3 separate regions of the Mus musculus genome follow, and all the other regions are linked to region 2. The links are chromatin contacts, called in public Micro-C maps. All regions are on one chromosome and are shown on one strand. Each heading gives the region's core, a stretch centred on a gene start, on an enhancer-like site or on the middle of the called end of the contact. The rest is flanking DNA. Distances are from core to core; before and after follow the strand shown. Region 1 overlaps Pcyt1b (phosphate cytidylyltransferase 1, choline, beta isoform). Region 2 holds the start of Pola1 (polymerase (DNA directed), alpha 1). Region 3 overlaps Pcyt1b (phosphate cytidylyltransferase 1, choline, beta isoform).

The links. A called contact is a pair of places that touch in the nucleus more often than the background predicts.
Region 1: a Micro-C map of the G1E-ER4 cell line shows a contact between it and region 2, with 2.1 times the contacts expected there. The contact joins the enhancer-like site here to the promoter of Pola1 in region 2. A contact is called at or near these places in 7 of 39 promoter capture datasets (the 3T3-L1 cell line, the HPC-7 cell line, embryonic stem cells and 4 more), 6 of 484 Hi-C or Micro-C datasets (the G1E-ER4 cell line, the MC38 cell line, cerebral cortex and 2 more), 4 of 115 datasets of contacts at active chromatin or transcription factors (astrocytes, bone marrow-derived macrophages, large pre-B cells and 1 more) and 3 of 9 other capture datasets (adipose tissue, embryonic stem cells and liver).
Region 3: a Micro-C map of the G1E-ER4 cell line shows a contact between it and region 2, with 2.4 times the contacts expected there. The contact joins the enhancer-like site here to the promoter of Pola1 in region 2. A contact is called at or near these places in 10 of 39 promoter capture datasets (the 3T3-L1 cell line, the C10 cell line, the HPC-7 cell line and 5 more), 16 of 484 Hi-C or Micro-C datasets (the G1E-ER4 cell line, bone marrow-derived macrophages, embryonic fibroblasts and 6 more), 7 of 115 datasets of contacts at active chromatin or transcription factors (the SCID.adh cell line, effector CD8 T cells, embryonic stem cells and 1 more) and 2 of 9 other capture datasets (adipose tissue and embryonic stem cells).

What each region holds. Positions count from the first base shown.
Region 1 is chrX:93,749,147-93,752,058 of GRCm38.p6, reverse strand. Pcyt1b (phosphate cytidylyltransferase 1, choline, beta isoform) reads right to left here. Exons shown (of 8, transcript NM_211138.1): 8 at 2,111-2,912. Among named protein-coding and RNA genes, the nearest start is that of Gm35641, 10 kb to the right of the region's middle. Within about 2 kb of position 1,353, at least 7 of the 459 cell types and tissues checked have an H3K27ac peak or open chromatin away from gene starts, as enhancers often do. A contact at or near this core is called in the G1E-ER4 cell line, where this site is marked.
Region 2 is chrX:93,630,782-93,633,564 of GRCm38.p6, reverse strand. It overlaps Pola1 (polymerase (DNA directed), alpha 1), which reads left to right and starts at 1,410. Exons shown (of 37, transcript NM_008892.2): 1 at 1,410-1,496. The coding sequence starts at 1,454.
Region 3 is chrX:93,696,213-93,699,032 of GRCm38.p6, reverse strand. The region is part of intron 1 of Pcyt1b (phosphate cytidylyltransferase 1, choline, beta isoform); the gene reads right to left. Among named protein-coding and RNA genes, the nearest start is that of Pcyt1b, 23 kb to the right of the region's middle. Within about 2 kb of position 1,427, at least 1 of the 459 cell types and tissues checked has an H3K27ac peak or open chromatin away from gene starts, as enhancers often do. A contact at or near this core is called in the G1E-ER4 cell line, where this site is marked.

The DNA of each region.
Region 1 (2,912 bases), core at 104-2,603, 120 kb before region 2:
AATTTGTGGCAATCCTTCTACTAACCTCTTACATTCTGGGATTACAGGAGTGCATAAAGGCTTTTGAGGCTCCAAACAAGGATGTTTCTTTCAGAGCGCATTAAGAATTAAGGATAAGGACAGGAGAGACAGAACTTAAGTTGACAAACTACAAGCAAAGATTGCATGCTTTTGGACTTTTGTGTCCCAAAAACGTGACTATCCACTCAAATGTTTACTGCCAACTTCTTCTTTGGCCAAGACATCTCCCTTTATACCTTTCCAATTCACTCTTCGTTGTGGACGTCAAGACTCCAGAGACATTTCATTAAGCAAGGTCATCACTAGTAGCAAATGTTAAAACAGAATATTGCTTATTTTTTTCTAACCAGACAAAAGACTCAGTAGTTAGTGAGCATAGCAGTGCAGGCTTGTAATCCCAGCTCTTGACAGAGATGGGAAGATTCAAGGCTACCACTTCCTGGTGTTAGGTGGTTTCTTGAAGAATCTGTTCACTGGGTATACTTTGATGAATGTGAATTGTTGTACAGTTTGGAAAGTGTCACCGAGTGGTGCTGCCGGTGGTGCACACCTTTAATCTCAGCACTGCAGTCATTTCACAGAGCTAACCAGCTCCAGATGGAGTTACTCAAAGCTCCAGAATTGTGTGGGTTAACGGCATGCATGAAAACCCTGAGAGCAACAGCCACAGCTCCCTTCAGGGTTGACACTTGGAACTGTGACTTAGTGTCTCTGCCTCCGTCTCTGTGCTCCCAGTTGAATTAAGATGGAAAAATAGTTGAATTGGCCACTTGTCAAAGCCTAGCTATCCTTGAGAAGCCTTCTATTTTCAGTTTACGAGGAGCCAGCATACTGATTTCCATAGTGGTGGCACCAGTTTATAGTCCTATCAACAATGAAGAACACTTCTCACCTCCCCACACCTTCACCAGCATGGGTTATTTGTTTTCTTGATGGTAGCTGTTCTTCTTGAAGTGAGATGCTATCTCAAAGAAGTTTTCGTTTGCATTTCCCCCATGGCTAAAGATATTGGACACTTTTTCAAATACCTTGTGGCCATTTATGTTTGAGAATTGTCCAGTTAATTCATTAGCCCATTAATCGGTTGAATGATTAGGGGTTTGGGGTTTGGTATTTTTAAGTTCTCTCCCAAAAGACAAACACTGCGTGTTTTTTTAAATATACAGAATCTACGTATTTACATATATATTTGTGTGTATAATGTAGGTTGACATTAGGTGTCTCCTTCAGTTGCTCTCCACCTTATCTTTTGAAACAGGATCTCTCATTGACCATGGAGCTCACAGGAGAGGAGCGATAAGAAAGGGGAGTGGAATGCATGGGGCATGAGAGCTGAAGAGCACCCAAGTTGGAAAGAAGGGGGCCGATAAGAGTGGGAGGGACGCTAGGAGAGCAGGGAATGGGGACAGTGAGGACAATGTATAATTGCATATATGTATAAAATTGCCATGTGAGAAGCTGGGGAGATAGCACAGTAGAACCCATGTTAAATAACAAAGAACAGATGTGGTGCACATGTAACCCCAGCACTGGGGAGGCAAAGGCAGCCAGCCTAAGCCTCCTGGTGTGATCCAGAGCATGGAGAGACCCTGCCTCTAAAACAATGTGGATGGTACCTGAGACACAACACCAAAGTTAACCTCGGGCATCCACTTGCATGCACACACATGCTATAATAAAACCATTTTATGCTGATTTTAAAAATTAAAGAAACATAGCAAAATAATAACAGTAGATGGACCCTGAGAGCCTTATATCTCCATGCTACAAATGTGGAGGCGAGATCATCAACCAACGCTGCAGGTTGTGGGGATCCCAGGAGGCTTTCTACTTTGTGAGAAGTGAGCCTTTTCTCCTGGTCAGCGTGGTAGCTTGGAGAACGCTGGGGGACAGTGCAGGCTGCCGTTTGGCAACTCCCAGACTTGGCTCCATTCAGCAGAAAGCAAGGGGTGGTAAAGCCTTCCAAGTGCTGAAGCCACAGCTGGGCAGGCAGTGACTACAACTGCTAGAGTGCATGCATTTTGCACATTCAACTTGAACTCCTGGGTAGGAACACAGCAACACACAATAAACAAGGCAACCAAAGTGTGACTCTGCGTCCCTTTATTTATAAACAAGTTGGGAATACTGTGGTCCATTGGGGATCAGGAGACTGGATTGGGTCTAGGGGTTTCAGTGGTAGGGTTGGGGTGGTTCCAGTAGTTTGCACTATTCAGCACCAGAGCAAATGCTTGGGCATAAGATCATTCTTGAATCCAGACAAGCCCTCGGCTTCTATGTACAGCAGAATTTTAAGTAGATAGGCTTCTTATGGCTTTGTCCCCAGACACACTGCAGCGACACAACAGAAAACTAGAGAAGAGGAGAAGTAAAAAATTTGCCTAATGAGCTCACTTATCTCTTGCTCACTTCCTTCCTTCCTTCCTTCCTTCCTTCCTTCCTTCCTTCCTTCCTTCCTTCCTCATCAGATGGTTAGGACAAGACTGGAGTTGCTGAGTAGATGCCTGAAAACCAGTCTCATCTGTGGAGTAGGACTGGGCATTTTAAAAAGTCCTGAAGACTGAGGGAAAATAAGCCATGTTCTTCCTGTGGCCACAACCCACCAGTGTAACCGCAGTATCTTGTAGCCTAGGTCATAGAATGGCTGAGTCTCCCCCACCCACAGCATGTCAGAAGCCACACTGTGTCTGTCACAAGCCTGGTTTATCTTTGTCTCTGGGTTATCCTGACAATTTGTGGCAGACATGGGCCATACACCATATTACAACTACACCCCTGTTGTTTACATGGAGAGTCAGCACTTGGTTTCCAGGGGTGGGGAGAGATATGAGAATTGCTAATATGCCAAAGAAGCTGGAGAGGCCAGGACCCCACCTGCTGCATGGGGATCC
Region 2 (2,783 bases), core at 161-2,660:
ATAAGTAGAAGCAACTTATAAAAGAAGAAACTCAGGTCTCTGAAAGTAGTCCAAAGTTATATAAAAGTTATATAATTCAAATCCCAAGCCTGACTCCACCTGAACTTTAAATCCTCCCAATATTAAAAAGAGCATTATAAACAGAAAACATTTATAAGTCAATCATCTTTGCAAAAGACACATTTTGGGAATGGGTTTTATAGGCCTAAATATTTGATATATTTTTTGCAATTAGGTATGTACACATGTGTGACGGTTTGTATCTGCTTAGCCTAGGGAGGTGTGGCCTTGTTGGAGTAGGTGTGTCACTGTGAGGCTTTAAGACCCTACTCCTAGCTGTTTGGAACTTAGTATTCTGTTAACAACATTCAGATGAAGATGTAGAACTCTTAGCTCCTCTTGTACTGTGCCTGCCTGTATGCTGCCATGCTCCTGTCTTGATGATAATGGACTGAACCTCTGAACCTGCAAGGCAGCCCCAATTAAATATTGTCCTTTGTAAGACTTGCCTTGGTCATGGTGTCTGTTCACAGCAGTAAAAGCCTAAGACAACATTCATTTACCATTTCCTTTTGATGTTTGTTCATTAAACTTTCCCTCTTTTTTTTTTCTTTGCTTCTCTTTCTGTCTATCCAACTCTCATTCTTTTTGAGGCATGAACTTCTTTGGCTTCAAACTTAGAAGTTCATTTTGGGCTCAAAGTTACCACCCTCTTGTCTCAGCCTCCCAAGAGTAAAGTTTACTGATTAACCTCCCTCACCCGCTTTGAGGTGAGTGTTATTTTTTGTCAACAACTGTCTTAAAAGAACTAAGCAAATAAAACAAATCCAAAACACACAAGTTATTTTGTTACTTTTTCAATTGTATCACATCAGGAGTGAGTCATGAAGTAAGATTGTTACATTTGGAGGCTGTCACTTCAGCTATGTGCTTGAGGGAAATACGTTTTGGTGGATAACACTCAGAGAGACAAGGTACAGGGCAAGAATCAGATTGTATTTGTCGAAGAAGTCACTCTTTTGGGGCCGGGGGCAGAGATGGAGGGCAGCAATTGAGAGACAATTTATACCCGCCCGCACTTCTTTTCCCAGAAAATATCTCTCGTGACCAGAGAACCCCTTTTCCCATGCGTCCTACGGATTGTTAAAATAGCGTGCATGCGCTTGCGCAGTGCCTTTAGGAGGTTTCTTTTCAGCTCCCGACCGCCTCCTTCTCCAGGTCTCCCCGGTCCTCGCCGAGGTTCCCGCTTTTCGCTCAGGGGTCATCACAGGGCGCCAAATGCACTCCCGCGGGAAGGCCGGGGGCGGGGCGCGGCTCAGCGCCGCACGTCAGTGGCCTTCCGGGCGGAAGTCCGCAGTCTTCCAGGCCGCTGATTGGCTTTCGTACTGGCGCCTATCTTGGCCTCCGCGCCAGTTTCAGGCTGGTTGGCGCGGAATAGAGAGACTATCGGACCATGGCGCCCATGCACGAAGAGGACTGTAAACTGGAGGCAAGCGGTGAGGGAGGATCCCATGCTTAGGGCACGTGGTTGGGAATGTGGGGGTCGCGGTATGATCGAGGGGGAGCGGAAGGTCTCTGCTTTTTATCCTTAAGAAGGTGGCGCGCTCCTAGACCGCCCCTTAGGTCTGTTTGACCGCCAACCTTAATCATTCTGGGCGGAGACCCTAGGGGTGTGGGACGGGGCTTCCTGATGGGGTCACTTGCTGAAGGTATTTTGGCTTGAGCGGTTTCTTTCTCTTATGACAGGCTTCACAGTCGTTGGCTCTTTTCATTTTCTTTGATGAGTCGCAAGCACGTGTGGGTTACAACTTCCATGGCAACCTGCCTCGGCAGGGATTGCTCTCTCCTGCCTGAAACTGTTTCTATGCTCCCTTGGCAGGTCTCGGTTTGAGGGTTTGGAGCATGCCTGTGCCTCCGTTTCTAGGAAGTCCCAGGAAAATTGTTAGCATTGTCATTGAAGTGAGAGATGGAAGTGCTGTCACCAGATATAGATGCATTTCGTTAAGATTTTTTTAGGTTCTACGGGAAGTTCTTCAAGTGCTACATAGAAATACTGTTCAGGTCTAGTCATTTTGGGTGAGGTTTGAAAAAAAGTATCAGTTGAGTAGCATTTCGGATGCCCTATATATCAGGCATTTTGTGAGTAGTAATTTTTTATTTCCAGAAGTAGAGTTCAAAAATGCAGATGGCCTTGTCTGATTCTGATTTTAAACGGTGTTCAGCTAAAGTATGACTTAACTTCAGTTCTAACTTAAAATCAGATACTTTCTTAACCAAGTGTCACATGTCCTGCCATTCACTGTGCATTGCCATTAATGAGATCTTGCTTCGTAATCAGTTTCTTTTGCATTCAGCTAGTTTTAAAATCACAGGTTTCTCTCTCTCTCTCTCTCTCTCTCTCTCTCTCTCCTCTCTCAGACAAATTATTTTGGAGAGTTGACTAGCTTGGATTACAAATGGGCTGTGGGATGTAAGTACATGAACAGTCTGCAGCCTCTATCAGTCATTTGCTTCTAAGTCCTTTTTTCACCCTAAAAAACTGTACGCCATCTGTGCACATCAAGAAATCACTCTTTGGAGGATACTGTGCAATCTTGAGACCCCTCTTAAGTCACAGTGTTGATTAAGTATTTTCTGGGGACTTGTGACTGGAATTTTTCTTTAAAGCATGCCAAAAGATTGTTATGTGGAAGACCGCTTCAGGTTACTGTCCCTGCCTGCTTTGGGGGAGGGTAGAAGTACTCCCAAGTGGTGATTTGAAAACATTATTTCAATCTTTGTGT
Region 3 (2,820 bases), core at 178-2,677, 65 kb before region 2:
TATTTTTATGTACTAACCTCAAAGCTTACTAGACAAAGTGTTGTTGTTTCATAAGGAAGATGTATTAAGAGGGTGGGAAAGCTGGCATTTAAAACAGAGGAAAATTGTACTGAAAGATGAAGATAGTTTATGTGTGCTGTGCATTTTGCTGTTGATTTTCATGGCCTGGAAGTAAGGAAATGGGAAGACTGAAGAGAAGGAAAACAGACAGAACCCCTCAGTGCATATGTGTGCTTCTGTGTGCAGCATGAACACAGATGAGCATCTGTAACTGCAGTTGGCATGGGAAAAGTTTATTTTTGAAAGAACAGGGATAATGCAAAAATAAACAAGTTGAAGCCTGCTTTCCAGAACATTTCCTTTCAAAGTGATGCTGAATAGACCTTGGGTTGAGCATTTGATACTATATTGGAACAATAGGATGGCTCAGTGGATAACAGTGCTTTCCATGCAAGCCCAGCGACCCAAGTTCAGTTCCTAGAACCTATGTAAAGGCAGAAGGAGCGATCAGACTCCACAAAGTTGTTTTATGGCCTCTATCCCTACAAATTATTATTTTTTTATTACATTATTATTTTAATTTAAAAGTAATTAAACTCTATATTCAACAAGATTTGGTGAGGGCCTGGAAAATACCAACTAGTTCCCGTGACTTGAAGTAATATTGTTTCAGTCTGAACAAATCAGACTATAATTAAAAAAAAAAAACTCCCTTTCAACACAAAATAAACCATTTAATGTCTAAAGAATCTATGCTTATTCAGTTCTATTTTCTCTACATACAAGCAATAGGTTCACCTCAGAACAATTGGGAATAAAATACCTGGAGTCACCTAGGAGAAGAGAGGATCGGCCAATCTGGCCTTTGACCTATCTAGATGTCTACGAGGGTCCCTATCTATTCTTTAACCTTTACCAAAGCCCAAATGTTTACTGGGATACTCTGATATATTCTGGAGATAGGCCTTTTGTTAAGACATGAAATTGGGGCCCAATAACACAGTGTAATAACTAAGTCTTTGATTGTCTACCCAGTGATGCATATAAAGTGTCAAATATATTTGCTCATTTAGTTTGTACAAGAACTCTGTAGGATAGGTTCAACGTCTAGCAAACTATATAGGACCTGTCTGCAATAGTGATATCAGTTGATGACAAGAAGCCACAGATAGCAGTGATAGATCCTTTAGACTCAGTTGTCTTTGTTGGCTCCCTCTGAACTGAGCAAACATTCAAATTTCTAGACAGGATGAGGAGACCACAGAAAGAAGATACTGAAATGCCTGATAATCCAGAAGGGGAAACTCAAACAATTAACTGAAGAAGTAGCAGTACATGGCAGATATTTTCACCCTGACTTAGTGAAGCATATAGCCATTGTCAAGCCTCAAGCCTCAGCTCAGACTCTAAGGCATCCAGCTCACCTTTTCTAGTGTTTCTAGCACAAGCTACACAGTTAACTGATGCTAGATGTCTGGGAGGTAGGCAAATAAAAGAACAAATAAGAAAGGCAGGGAAGAGAGGTGACTCTGGGGCAGCAGTCTACCAAAGTGAAGAGTGACCTTATCAGAACATGAAAAGATAATAATTAAAAAGGCAAGCACAATTTCCCATCATTTCATATTTGTAACCAAAGTCCCATTCTTTTCAATGTACAATTCATAGAAATCAAGTGACTAGAATAGTGGGTGTCATCAGAACCATAGACCACACCTCCCTGGAGAACCATAGTCCACATTCAAAGTTGGGACTATGAGACACAAGAGATCGTTCATCAGAAGACTGATGACTTTCAAGGGATAAGAAGCCATGGCCAGTGCCCCAGACTTCACATGTACACAGGCCTTGGAAGACCACAGATTTGGTTCTAGGCCACAGTAAAGAGTCCTGCCTAATTTAGGATTTCAAAACACCCAACCATTGCTTGCAAATGGGCTTCCCATTTGTCATGTGTTCCAGTACTGTAAACTGTACCACAGAGTCATACAAAAGCTATACTCCCAAAAGGCTTTGCAAAGGAAAGGACATTGTGTATTGGCCATTGTTTTCCAGAATCTCTTTTACTGAGACTTGTCAAATATTTACCTAAAACAAAAACTGTTACATAGCTGGGAGTGTACTCGAGAGACCAAAGCAGAAGGCTCAGGAGTACCCAAGCCAGATTAGGCCACATAGGAATTCAAGGGCAGCTTCAGTTCCAAATGCAAGACTTCTGCAAGTGTGTGTGCAAGCAGGTGCATATGCACGCACAGCTACATGCCCATACCTGAACACACACACATACACACATGCATGCACATGCACACAAAGATAGCTATCAGATACAATATAAAATGTATGTTATAATTACTACTGGAGTGCAAAAAAAATGACACATAAAACCTGCACTTATGCACTATACATCGCTGACTGACAACAAAAATATGAGAATTAAAAAAAAAGACAACATAAAAAATTCTATTTCTCATCTCTGATAATTTTAAATCCAGATTTAATTTATGATCATAAAAGTTTAGTCTGATTGCAAGATAGAAAAAAAAAAAAACAGTTGACCATAGGTCTGAAATACACAAGTCACTAGAGTCTGGAATTAGGTCATTGATTATGTAGAATCCCAAATCACATAGTTGATATGAAAGTTCTGCCAGCAGAAATCCATGGAGTGGAGGATAACAAGGCCCAGAATGTGGCTCAACACCAAGAAGTACCCTTTTCTCATTTTGTTAACTATAGTGTGTGTACACATGAAGAAGTGATGACAGACATCACCACATATCTGACTGGGGCAGATATATGTGTATCAAGAAGGAATCATTCCTA